Regions from separate parts of the Mus musculus genome. Here region 2 is linked to region 1. A link is a contact called in public Hi-C data. All regions are on one chromosome and are shown on one strand. The core of a region is the stretch at or near the end of the contact, and the rest is flanking DNA. Distances in the headings are between cores, read along the strand shown. Region 1 overlaps Tbcd (tubulin-specific chaperone d). Region 2 overlaps Tbcd (tubulin-specific chaperone d).

Region 1 (6,400 bases), core at 1,342-3,841:
ACTGCAGCGTTACTCAAAAAGTCAAAAGGCGGAGGCAACCACAATGGTTACTTCTACTGATAAGACTAAGGAAGAAGCAGTGTTTCCTTGCATATGGTAGAAACCCCATCCGCAGCAAAGGAATGGAGCCCCACACAGCGATCATCAGAAAAACCACACAAAGTTCAGACACAAAAGAACAAACAGCAGTCTGTTTAATGAAATGTCTGAAAAGGGCAAAACAGGACAGCAACCAGAGGACCAGAGCGCCTAGGGCTGGGAGCAGGGTAGGAGTGGCTGCTCTGTAGTGCAGAATTTCAGCCTGAGGCAAAGAAAATGTTCTGAAGTTAAATTACATGATGTTGCACAACTCCAAATATGTCAGAGACCACTATAAACTGTAAGTGGGTAGACTATACGGTATGTAAGTTATTGTAATAAAACTTTTTTAAAAGCAGAAAGGCTAAATAGAATGCTGCTCTAGAAGTCCCTTGTGTTCCAGTGCCCAATACTGACACTACAGCTGGGCATTAGTGAGATGCAACCACCAGATTCTAGACCAGCGGTTCTCAACCTGTGGACTATGATCCCTTTTGGGGGTTGGACAACCCTTTCACAAGGGTCACATATCAGATATCCTGCATATCAGATACTTACATTATAATTTATAACAGTAGCAAAATCATAGTTTTTAAGTAGCAACAAAATTATTTTATGGCTGGGGGTTACCACAACATGAAGAATTATATTAAAGTTAGGCAGCATTAGGAAGGATGAGAACCACTGCTCTAGACAAAAGCTGCACCCTGCACAATCTCTGTAGCACACTCAGGCCGTTACATTTCTTTTCCTTCCACTCATAAGGCACCTTCAACCACCAACAAGGACGGGTCCACCAACCAGATGGTGGCACATGGCCACAGTCTTACTATCCTCTGACTCCCCCTCACCAGGACCTAACAGCTAGCCTGGGTTCATGATCTTTCTGCATATGCCCTACACTGTACCCGCTCTCCTAAAGCTGAGCTCCACTGCTGCCATAGCTATGTCAACCTACAGCTCTAGGCACCCCTCAAGAGTGAAAGGCGGTTCTAGATACAAGAAAATCAAATATTACCATTGTCCATGACCCTCCAAATCCAGCACACATGGTTTATACAGCATGCAGCTACAACAGGCTGAAGAGATAATTAGTACATTATAAAGGCTGGCATGAGAAAGATGCCTGAGAAATATGCATATGGCATGCCCTTCCATAGAAGCACTGGTGTCCATGGCTAGCCACACTGAGGAACCCCACCAAGTCTCAGCAGCCCTAAGGATGCAGATTCATGCAGTTTGGTTACTTACCCTCTGAGAGTCTGGATGGTAGCAACAGGCCTCGTCTACCCAGCTCTGCCAATGCCAGACATCCACCATGCCATGCCTTATCCGTCTCCTGAAAACTGAAACCAGAGTTCTAAAGTCAACTCCAAGTTTAGAGCCCAAAATTTTGTAAGAAACACAAGTTGGTCCATATTCTGGGCCCAAAAGCCTTGCTAAAACTACATTACTTCTTGGCTAGACAAATAAGACACTCTAACCTAATTGAACATAACTGCCACACCAATACTACTCATTACAACACCTAATAATAGTGAAAAGACTTGGATCAATGCAAAACCAGTCCAGAGGATACGTTCTTCTAGCCGGGCTGCCTTGTCTGGCCTCAGTGGGAGAGGATGCACCTAGTCTCACAGAGACTGAAAGTGCCTGAGTGAGAGGAACCCAGGGTAAGCCCCCACCTGCTCAGAGGAGAAGGGAAGAGGGGATGGGGAAGGATTGGGGGTGGGGGGTAACTGGGAGAGGGGAGTGAGTGGGATGTAAAGTGAATGTGTAAAAACAATTTTAAAAGACCAGCCCAGAGACATTCAACCATCTACAACATCAAACCAAGTCACCGGCCTGAGATGGTGTCCTGCCACCATGACCACAATGCTGCAACCTCAGCCTACTCTCATCAGACAGCAGAGACTCAACAAAGATTCCACCCCACTCAGAGGACATTAATAGAAAAGAAACAGGTGGATGCCTTTAAATGGCACCCACTGTTACTTGAATGCTCAACATTCAAGATTACAAAACTGATAAAATAAGATGGCCACTGTGCCATGTGCCTCTAATCCCCTGGGAAGAAAAGACAGGAAGGGAAGAAATTTAAGCCTAGACTGCTAAGACACATGAGATCTCATTGAAAGAAAGAGAGAAAGGAAGGAAGGAAGGAAGGAAGGAAGGAAGGAAGGAAGGAATTAAAGAAAGAAAGAAAGAAAGAAAGAAAGAGAGAGAGAGAGAGAGAGAGAGAGAGAGGGAGGGAGGGAGGGAGGGAGGGAGGGAGGGAGGGAGGGAGAGAGAGAGAGAGAGAGAGAGAGAGAGAGAGAGAGAGAGATTTTCAAAGGCATGGAGGTGTCAGGTTTGGCTATGTTCCCAGGCTGATTGTAAACTTGCAGGCTCAAGTAATCCTTCCAAGTAACCAAGACTACAAAAAACCGATTTTGCACCCAACTAAATTGGGTCTCACAAGTAACATTTTATATTTGAAATCAATGTGCCTGTGTACTCAAAAGTTCTCTTCAGGGTGTGGCCTATGGTTATTACAATGTGAGTGACTGTTCTCAGACTGGTCAGAGCTGCTCTGAGGTTTCTGTATTTTGTTGCCAACATAAACATGGAAATGCACATCACAGAAAAGCAAAATCAAATGACAGGCTTTTACCTATTCTGGCTGAGTTCATTTAACAGTAAAGAAATGTGTAGGAAAATCAACACTAAACTGTACAGCCAACAGCACACAAACTATTAAGAGAAAAGAAGTCACTAATGTATTCAAGATGGACAGCATGGGCCTTCGTGTCAGATACAGCTGTCCTCCCACTCACCACAATTCGTATGACTCACTCATAATTACAATTTTTGAAAGTGCCAGATGTCTTAGCAGGTGTCTGCTCAGAGGCTATGTGATCACTTCAAATCTTGGAGGGTTTGTTTTATTAGTTAAGAGAGAGTCTCCTGTAGCCCAGGCTGGCCTCAAGCTCACTACGCTCACTATGTAGCCTTGACTGGCCTTGAACTATGATCCTCCTACCTCTACTGCTCAAATGCTGGTATCTGGTTCCAGTTCCAAATATTCTCTTTTTCCACTTCTAAATCTTTATGTCTTTCAGGGTTTCAAATGGAGAGAGAGATGCTTCCTCATACTTTTCATGAAGATTCATCGTCATAGTGAACTTGATACAGTATCAACATAATGTTAACTCAAATATATCACTTCTAAACTACAAAAGTGCACTATGGCTTCAGGCAGGCAGGCCTGAAAAGCTGCTATCATCCACTCCAGACTCATGTCTGATAAAGCCCAGCCTTCGATACAACAGGGGCATAGTAAGAAACTGTGGCCAAGTGCTAAGAGCAAGCCATTATCTCACATCTAAGCCTAGGCTCCCAAGCTTAGGAATCCAGAGAGAAAAAGCACAGAATGCTGGAGATGACATCATTGGGCTGCAGAAGAGGTTTCGAGACTCAGGCCTCCACACAGACCCAACGCCCTGACCCTTCCTCCCATCAGCATGCTTGCTCCATGCTGGGCCTTTTCCTCTCTCCAGAACACAGGCACAAAAACAGGACACACTTTAGTATCTGCCATCTATTAAAACAGCAGGCCCATAAGAAGGTTGAATGAGCCAGGGTCCAACATTAAACCAAGACTACAAGCCAGGAGAAAAAACACAGTCTGGAGAAGCTGTATACACTAGAAACCCAACAACACTCCAAAGAGAATGGGCTCAGGATGCCAGAGAAACTGGAGGAAAGAAAATGTAGAAAAAAGTTGGGAGAGGGGGCACCTGGAAAAAAGTTCTAAGTGACCAGAGGGAATGTGCAGAAATGCCCTATGGGGGATGGGAAAAACAGTGCTTGACCCTCAGGGAAGGCTGACAATGATGGAATCCCAGCTCTTCCTAAATCTGGCAGCACAAAGCCCAGGGAGAGCAGCAACCTATCCATCCCATGGCTCCAGGGGGAGCCCAGGGACAAGGCCTGAAACAAATCTGCAGAACCTTGAGAAAAGCAGCTATACACGGTGTCTTCTCGTCACACTCCACAAAGCAGTCCCAATAAGGATGTTTTCTGCTAGTACTTCTACTATATATTGCCACCATTGGAAAACAGTCTCTGGCACACTATCTCCTCTAAACTGCAAACTGTCACTAAGCAGCCTGAGGCAAAATGAAAGGCCCAGTTCAGAAGGAAGTGTACTTTGGATTGTTGGTGGACCATCTCTAAAGTCACAAGGACAAGTGCTGGAGGGCTCAAAGTACTGATAGCAGACTTCCTGCCAGACAGTCACAGCCACACAGAATAGCAGGCCCACACAGAATAGCAGGCTCAGAACAGCACAGCCAATAAATGGCCATGCAACCTGACTGTGGGATAAGGGATATGCCCTCCTCAACCCTCTAAGAAACCATTACTCCCAGAGGAACAATCACTGGGAAGGAAACAAGACCAAGGTTCCTGTCTATGAGTCTACAATATCAGTCTATGGCCCCAGGACCACACCTACCCACATGCCATCATACACACACCACACGCCATTTGCCCCATACACTCAGAATGTCAAGAAACTTCAGTTCATTACAATACAACTCCAAATTCAGGCCTCAGTCACTCAAGAGTCTCAGTAGCCACTGGGGCTAGTAGCAATATGAGGCATGCATCCAGAAAATTCCCTCATTTTAAGAAGCTCTGCCCACTCACAGTTCAGGCCCAAAGCCTTCACTTGAAGATGAAGACCTACATTTGCAAAGGCTTCATCTCTGTCTAAAGGTTTTAGATATATAATGATGTTGAAACAACATCACTGCAATTATCAAGTTTAACGTAACAAGGAAAAATTAGGCTTTAGGGTTCTAATAAATATCTCAATTGAAAGCATATATAATAATACAGAAGAACACAAAGCTGCAGGTTTGCCTTTGAGAGTGATAACCCACCTGAAACAGTCCAACACAGACCCCACCACATCATCGGCCAGCTCTCTGGGAAGCCTTCCAGCCATCCTACCAATTCTGAAAAAGAGAAGCAATACTCCATCAACTGCACATTACCTTGAGTAAGTTTCCTATTAACCCAGAATAGGGCAAGCCTCGAATACTGCCAACCAAGTGTCCAGGACGGGGCAGGGGACTCCTTGGACATGTGAACAGGGTACATGGTCACCTTTCTGCACAGTAACGTGACGTGGACACTGAGCCCATCAGTGTTAACGGCCCACGAGTACTTCTAGATAGATGCTGCAATCTCCAACCTTGGCCCCTACCTAACTAGACTGTCCCATTTCCACAAAGGATAGCCCAGGCTCTGCACAGGGGGAAGCCAGAGGCCTGAAGTCAGGCCTGTCTCACTGTGCATGTGTCAATCTATCCCTCCCGGCAGGACAGACTTGGTTGGCATAAATACAAGTCCCCGTGGCAGCTCTCTTCAGCTTCTGGGGAGCTTTACATCATGATGCCAGGGCAACTGTGAGCAAGAAACTGCACTGCCTTACTTCACAGCTCCCACAGAGTCTCTTCAACAACCTCAACATCTAATTTGTATTAATCAACTTCTACTAATAATTGGCCTCATACCACTTTAGGAAGCCTAAAATTTAACCTCAGTAATTTTTTTTTTTTTAATTTTGGGTTTTTTGAGGCAGGATCCCACCATGTAGCTCTGCTGGCCTGGAACTTCCTACATAGATCCAGCTGGTCTTGAACTCACATTAATCCGTCTACCTCTGCCTCCCAAGTGCTGGGATTAAAGGCATGTACCCAGCCAATAGTTATCTTTAAATGGACATTATATAAAACAATAGTTCTATCATTTGAAGATCTACATGGTATTTACAACTATCAAACCCCACGTAAAGTTTTTTTATGGAATGAAGACTTTTTAAGGAATCAACACTGACTGAGACACACCTGCCCGTTGCCTCTAGCACTCAGCATGTAGGGGTCCATACGTACCCTTTCGCTGCAGACCACCGCACCACAGTGTCCTTGTCCTTCAACCCAACCAGTAGCTGCTCTGCAAGAACCAGAACACAAGAACCATCAGCCTATATAAAATCTTAATCCTCTTGCTTATATATAAACTATCCCAACAATCCTACACTTCACTATGTAGGAATACACTTGGAATCATGTATTCTATGGATTACAAAGAATACACTGTGCTAAGAAATCTTAATTTTAGCCAGCCATAGGTTACACATGCCTGTAACCTCAGTGCCTGAGAAGCTGAGGCAGGAGGACTTCCTCAAAGGCACTTTGGGAATCCCAGCACTCAGGAGGCAAAGGCAAGCAGATTTCAATTGAGTTCGAGGCCAGCCTGATCTACAGAGAGT
Region 2 (7,228 bases), core at 2,934-5,433, 79 kb before region 1:
ACCAGAGAACTCCTGCAACTAATAAACACCTCAGCAAGGTGCTGGGTACAAATTAACTCAAAAAACAGAATCAGTACTCCTCCTCATTATAAACAATAAACAGGCCAAGAAAGAAACTACGGAGACAACACCCTTCTCAATAGCCACACACATAAAATATGTCGGTGTAACTCTAAACAAACAAGTGAAAGACCTGTGTGATAAGAACTTCAAGTCTTTGAAGAAAGAAACTGAAGGAGACATCAGAAGATGGAAAGATCTCCTATGCTCATGGATCGGTAGAATTAACATAGTAAAAAATGGCCATCTTACCAAAAAGCAATCTACATATTCAATGCAATTTCCATAAAAATTCCAACTCAATTCTTTATATACCTTGAAAGGGCAATTTTCAGCTTCATATGGAAAAACAAAAAATACAGGATAGTTAAAACAACCCTGTAGGGGGCTGGCGAGATGGCTCAGTGGTTAAGAGCGCCGACTGCTCTTCTGAAGGTCCCGAGTTCAAATCCCAGCAACCACATGGTGGCTCACAACCATCCATAACGAAATCTGATGCCCTCTTCTGGAGTGTCTGAAGACAGCTACAGTGTACTTACATATAATAAATAAATAAATCTTTAAAAAAAAAAAAAAAACCCTGTAAAATAAAAGAACTATGCACACTTGATTTTTCACAAAGAAGCTAAAACTATACAATGGAAAAGAAAAAGCCTCTTTAACAAATGTCGATAGTCTGACTGGACGTCTGCATGTGGAAGAATGCAAATAGATCCTTAGCTATCACACTGCGCAAAATTCAACTCCAAATAGATTAAAGGCCTCAGTGTAAGACTGAATGCACTAAGTCTGATAGAAGAAAAAATGGGGAATAGCCTTGAACTCACTGGCACAGGAGACATCGTCCTGAACAGAACACCAACTTCAGGCACTAAAATCAACAGTTAATAAATGGGACCTGATGAACCCGAAAAGCCTCTGTAAGGCAAAGGACAAAGTGGCAGCCTCCAGACTGGGAAGAACTCTATACCAGTCCTCCATCCGACAGAGGGGCAATATCCAAAATATATAAAGAACTCAAGAAATTAGACATCAACAAACCAAATAACCCAATTTAAAAAATGGGGTACAGATCTAAACAGGATTCCTGACAGAGGAATCTGTAATGGTTGAAAAGCACTTAAAGAAATGTTTAACACTAATGGAACATCGTTCACTAGGAAGATCCTGTCCTTTATCTTATAGACAGTTCTTGACCTTTTATGGACAGAGTTGATTTAATTCAAATGAAATTCCTCCAGGTGATAGGCTCTATATTGAGACCTGAATAATTTCTCTGTGCTACATGACCAACATTCCACCACCCTCTCCCTTCTCTCCTGCTTACTCAGTGATTCCTCAGACCTAAGCAGTGATTGCAGAAATCTGTACAGACTCTCATTTCCACTTCCCATCTCCACTCTCTGTGCAGTATGGCACCATGTACAATGTAGACTTTAACTCACTGTTCTATAAACTTTTGTCATTTATGGAACACCCATGTCCTTTTTCACAGTAACAGTTCACTGTCTGTTTTATTATTTACTGAAATGAAATGATTTTTCCTTTTTAATAAATATATTTGATTAGAAAAAAAAGAAATGTTTAACATTCTTAGTCACTAGGGAAATGCAAATCAAAATGACTCTGAGAGTCCATTTTACACCCATCAGAATGGCTAAAATCAAAAACTCAAGTGACAGCACATGCAGGCAATGATGTGGAGCAATGGAGCACTCCTCCATTGCTGGTGAGAGTGCAAACTAGTACAGTTGATTTCTACTCTGGAAATTTGGCGGTTTCTAAAGAAAATTGGGAATAGTTCTCTCTCAAGTCCCAGCTATACTACTCCTGGGCATATGCCCAAAAGATGTTCCACCAAGCCACCAGGACACTTGCTCGACTATGGTCACAGAAGCTTTATTGGTAGTAGCCAGAAACTGGAAACAACCCAGATGTCCCTCAACTGAGAATGAATAAGGAAAATGTAATATGTTTACACAATGGAATATTACTCAGCTATTAAAAACAATGACATTATGAAATTTACAGGCAAATGGAAGGAATTAGGAAAGATCACTCTGAGTGAGGAACTGAGATCCAGAAAGACAAACATGTTATGTTCTTATTTATAAGTGGTTATCAGCCATAAACTACAGTATAACCAAGCTACAATCCACAGAAACCAAATAACAAGGAGGGCCCAAGGGGGAATTCCTGAATCTCACTCAGAAGGGAAAATAGAATGGACATTGGGAGTGGAGAGAAGGAACTGGGAGGGGGGAGGGGGAGAAGGAGAACAGGAGGATCAAGTGTGGGGAGGGTAGAGAGAGAGAGAGAGAGAGAAAGAGAGAGAGAGAAAGCGAACTAGAATTGGTGCTGGTAATGGTAGTAGGGAATCTCTGGGATTTTCCTAGAAACCTAGGATGATGGAAACTCCCAGAAATCTGTGGGGTGACTCTAGGTAAGACTCCTAACAACTATGGAACCTCAAACTCTCATCTCCTGTAGCCAGGCAGGACTTCTAATAGAGAGATGGGGTCACAAACCCAGTCACAAAGCCTTTGACCCAAAATTTGTCCTGCCTAAAGATGTGCAGGGGTAAAGATGGAACAGAAATTGATGGAACAGCCAACCAATTTCTGGCTCGACTTGAGACCCAGATAAGCCAGCAAGAACCTGAGTTTTCTATCATATTCAACTAACTAGGAATATTCACCTGATTATGCTGTAAGATTCCTTGGACATTAACATACGATCTAAGAAACCATTCCTTGTTCTGCAGTACTTAGTACATAGAAGAAATTGGCAGCTGATATATCCCTATGCCTAATCACAGTGACCAGTCCTGTGGCATGTAAGACACATCAGAGCCCCACAGATTGACATAGGGTAACTAGATATACTAGGCTAGGAAGCATGTCTGCATATCCCTGACTGCATACCGAGAGCAAGCCAGGGGCAGTAGCAAGATCTCCAACAGAAGGGAACAGCTACCACCTGTTACTGGGAGGTCTGGTCTGACCTCAGGGTACTCTTCCCCCATATTCAAGTGAAGGACAGCAGCTTCTGACCCCAGACCTACCTGCTTGTCTCATAAGCTCTCCTCCAAGACCCCTGAAAACCAAAGGAAGAAGACAGTTAAAGTCTTTTACACATGAAACACCCCACTAAGCAACAGATACACCTTCAGGCCCCCAAAACTATGACAGTTTTCAATAATCAGGTGATTTAGCGCTACATTTTTGGAAAAACCCAAAATTGCCATGAAAAGATCATCCTCGGGCAGACTCCCGTCCTTTTAGCTTCCACAGGACACTTGGTCATCACCAATATATCACACAGAACCAATCCCAAATGCTGCTTAACACACTCCACAATGCCAAGACGACCGTCACATGGCCCAAAGCTGTAGTACACTCATGTTCATCATCACGCTGTCTGCGAGAAGCTATCGAACCCGATGGAGATAAGTACACTGTGACCATCAAAGGCACGGCCATCAGCAGCCACCCCAGTCGTCATCCTCCTACTGAGGGCCTGAGATGCCACTTCTCTGACACCTTGTAGCTTACAAGCTCTCCAAATAAAGTCACACTGTTCTCCCAAATTCTGTACTATTTAAGTCTCTTCTGTAGCTTTAAGCAAACACTATAAGAATTAAATAGAAAAACATTTTTTTTTTTTACATATGGGAGTTTTGCCTGCTTGTATTTCAGAGTGTCATTTGCATACCTGGAGCCCATGGAGGCCAGAAAAGAGCATTAAATCCCCAGAACTGGAATTAACAGATGGCTGTGAATTGTCATGTGGGTGCTGGGAAGCAAACCTGAGTCCTCTAGAAAAGCAGCCAGCACTCTCAGTTGCTGAGCCATCTTTCCAGTCCCCCAATTTAAATTATTTTAGTAAGTTTTCTGCAAGGCATTTCATCCTACTGAAACACAACAAAACAAACAAAAAACCCAAGGAATCTTTACTCAAAACCTAGGCAGTTTCAGGAGTAGGTTATGGCAAAAGCAAGAAATAAAAATGTTTCAAAGTCCTCACAGAGAGAAGTGGTTAAGATGGTGAGGCTTATGTGACAGTTCTGACAAGCCCAGAGGCCCAGACTGGGATAATATTAGCCCACAAAAGCTCCCAGGCACAGCATAACTCACTGTGTGTGCCCACCTTCACTGCCTACTCCCAAAGTCTGGAGAGGAGTCAGTAAGAGGCACGGGAAGTAAGGCTCCTCACTTCCAGAGTTCAGGACAGTAAATGTTCAGCCCCACACCACAAAAAGAAACAACACAGCAAGACATGAAAGAGAGGGAGGGGAAAACGGGGAAATCCTGTGTCTAACAGAACTTAGATCCAGAATATACAGAGCTTTTACTGCTCAACAAGACAGATGGTGAATATTTTCAAGGAACTGAATGAGGGCTGGATGTGTTGGCATATGCCTTTAACCCAGCACTCAGGAGACAGGCAGATCTAGGGAACAGAAAAACAAAAACAAACTATTAAGAAGGAGGAGGAGGAGGAAGAAGAGGAGGAAGAAGAAGAAGAGGAAGAGGAGAGGAGGAGGAAGAGGAATAGGAGGAAGAGGAGGAGGAAGAGGAAGAAGAATAGGAGGAAGAAGAGGAGGAGGGGAGGAGGAAACGGAAGGGAAGGAAGAGGAAGGGGAGGAAGAGGAGGAGAAGGAAAAGGAGGAAGAGGAAGAGGAGGGGGAGAAGATGAAGATGAAGACAAAGATGAAGAAGAAGATGAAGACAAGAATAATTCTCAAGGCTAGAAAAATGAATCAGCAGTTAAGAACACTGGCTACTTTTCCAAAGGATGCAGGTTCAATTACCAGTGCCGATGTGACAGCTAACAACCAAGTGCAGGATATCAGACACCTTCTGGCTTCCTTGGGAACAGCATACACATTGACTACAGACATACAGTCAGGAAAACCAGCAATATACATAAAATCAAAATCAATATTTTTAAAAGACCAGAATGAGACATAGTAATACCAATCTAAAATAAAACAAGAGAGATAAATTATATATACAATAAGATGGATGAACCTCAAAAACACTGAGAGAAAGAACCAGACCTAAAGGCTTTACATATTATCCTTCCTGCACAGAGTCTAAAAAAAGGAAGACTGCAGAGACAGAGAGCACTCAAGCTTTCTGACCCCGAGAGCCAACAGCCACCAAGAGCAGTAGGCAACACCTGCTCATTTGGGCAGGACACAATGGTCTTCAGCCACAGAAATGCCAAGGACACACTGAAACATGGGGTGCCATGACCTGTGACTTTAGCTTCCAAAAAGCTGAAAGGCACCAAAGATTTGCAACCATCATTCCCTTGACTACTGGGTTGAGTGACAGTTGCACGTGGAAGAGTGAGGACAGGTGAAGGTCAGCTATTGGCTACTTACAAGGACAACAAGGGACAGCAAACAAAGGTTCCTTTCACCAAGTCTGACAACCTAAATTCCTGGGACCCACAAGATAGAAGGAAAGAACCAACTCCTACAAGTTGGAGTTGTCCTCTGACTGCCACTAGTACACATGGTATGTGTTACACACACACACACACACACACACACACACACACACACACACACGCACGCACATAGATGTAATTTAAGTGCTTCGGTGAACCAACTATTCCACAACACACATTTCCATTAGACACAAGATGTCTTAACTCTGTAGACTTACCTATAGAGATGGCGGTCACAAAGCTAAAATTAAAGAGCCAAAAATCAGTTATTTGAGTTAAAGAATTTGTTATATATATAGTGATGGCTGTCAACACAAGAATGATGGCAGGGTGACAGAGCTGAGCTTTTGACTGCCAGAAAGTCCATCAGGAAGGTCAGAAGACAAAGGCCCCCAACTCACTGTGCCTGGCCTTGGTTAGGTTCTTCAGGTGCATTGCTTCTAAGGGAAAACTAAGGCACACAGTGGGGAGAAAGAGGGTGTCCCCTTCCATCCTAGCCCACTGATAGACACACAAGCATAAAACAAACCCTGACAAATGGCTCTGGAGTCAGTCTTCAGACTCAGAAGTAATTCAGTTTGTTGTGAGTATGTTTGATGTTTGCTGGATATAATTTAGTTTGTTGTTGTGAGTACATCTGATACTTGCTGGATATTCACACAACTACTGTCAGTTCACAACCCCTTCATACACATCTGTAATTCCCACAAAACTAAAAGTAGCAGCCCTGTCACCACCCATGTTCCTCAGCAACAGGAAACCCTAGCAATGGAGGACACAGAGCCTCCATTCCTTCAGCCACTGCATAGGGCTGCCCTCAACACCCTCACTTCAAGAATGCCTGACAAGAATGCCAGGCTCCACTTGGAAGCAAGAAATATAAAACTAATCAAATGGCCTCACCATAGTCATGATCTGAGACAAACAGTTCGTTAGTATAAAAAGAGGAAAATTGTATGGAATAGAAAAATATTTACATTAATCCCAGCACTTGGGAGGCAGAGGCAGGCAGATTTCTGAGTTCAAGGCCTGCCTGGTCTACAAAGTAAGTGCCAGGACAGCTAGGGCTATACAGAGAAACCCTGACTTGAAAAAAACAAAAACCAAAAAACAAAAACAAAAAAATAATTTAATTCCTTAGGAAATAAATTACTTTTTCTTTTATGTCATAGATGGCTTTGAGAATCTCAAACTCCCAGAAAAAACATACACATTTTCTTCTAGTCCCCAAAATGTGTAAAATTCAGTATTAAATTTCAGGACAGTAGAAATTAGAGCCACAGAAGCAAAGGCCTTTGTTTTATGGGTACTTGACACTCCAGAAGGACTGTCTGGTCCAAACAGAGGGGACATGCCCATCCCTCACCTGGGAACTCCTGTTAAGGCCCACAGTGAAACACCAACACAGCCCTGAGACCTACACAATGCCCATCCAATAAGATGGATTTTGGCCCCAGAGGATGAATCTATCCCAGTTACCAATTCCAGATAAACCCTCACAGGAGTCATGCTGGTGGAAAGAGCCCATTGGGCCATTGTGTCCTGGTCAATACAATATGCTCAAAGAAGCAGATCCTGTCCAGGTAGAGGGGGTTCAGATGGACCACACAAACCTGCTGGTGGATCTGCTTCAGGCTTTGCACTGCCTTCTCATCCAGATAGTCTGTGACAAGCCTGCAGAAGGTGAGACACAATGCCGAGTTCATAA

What was found. A called contact is a pair of places that touch in the nucleus more often than the background predicts.
Region 2: a contact with region 1 is called in a Hi-C map of cortical neurons, with 2.1 times the contacts expected there. The contact joins two enhancer-like sites. A contact is called at or near these places in 9 of 484 Hi-C or Micro-C datasets (CD8 T cells, bone marrow-derived macrophages, cortical neurons and 6 more), 4 of 115 datasets of contacts at active chromatin or transcription factors (the 230-238 cell line, embryonic stem cells and regulatory T cells) and 3 of 9 other capture datasets (adipose tissue, liver and pancreatic islet).

What each region holds. Positions count from the first base shown.
Region 1 is chr11:121,498,717-121,505,116 of GRCm38.p6, reverse strand. Tbcd (tubulin-specific chaperone d) reads right to left here. Exons shown (of 39, transcript NM_029878.4): 11 at 6,021-6,081; 12 at 5,007-5,081; 13 at 1,330-1,424. Among named protein-coding and RNA genes, the nearest start is that of Zfp750, 17 kb to the left of the region's middle. Within about 2 kb of position 2,591, at least 27 of the 459 cell types and tissues checked have an H3K27ac peak or open chromatin away from gene starts, as enhancers often do. A contact at or near this core is called in cortical neurons, where this site is marked.
Region 2 is chr11:121,578,681-121,585,908 of GRCm38.p6, reverse strand. It overlaps Tbcd (tubulin-specific chaperone d), which reads right to left. Exons shown (of 39, transcript NM_029878.4): 21 at 7,134-7,194; 22 at 5,739-5,761; 23 at 3,125-3,156. Among named protein-coding and RNA genes, the nearest start is that of Zfp750, 63 kb to the right of the region's middle. Within about 2 kb of position 4,183, at least 3 of the 459 cell types and tissues checked have an H3K27ac peak or open chromatin away from gene starts, as enhancers often do. A contact at or near this core is called in cortical neurons, where this site is marked.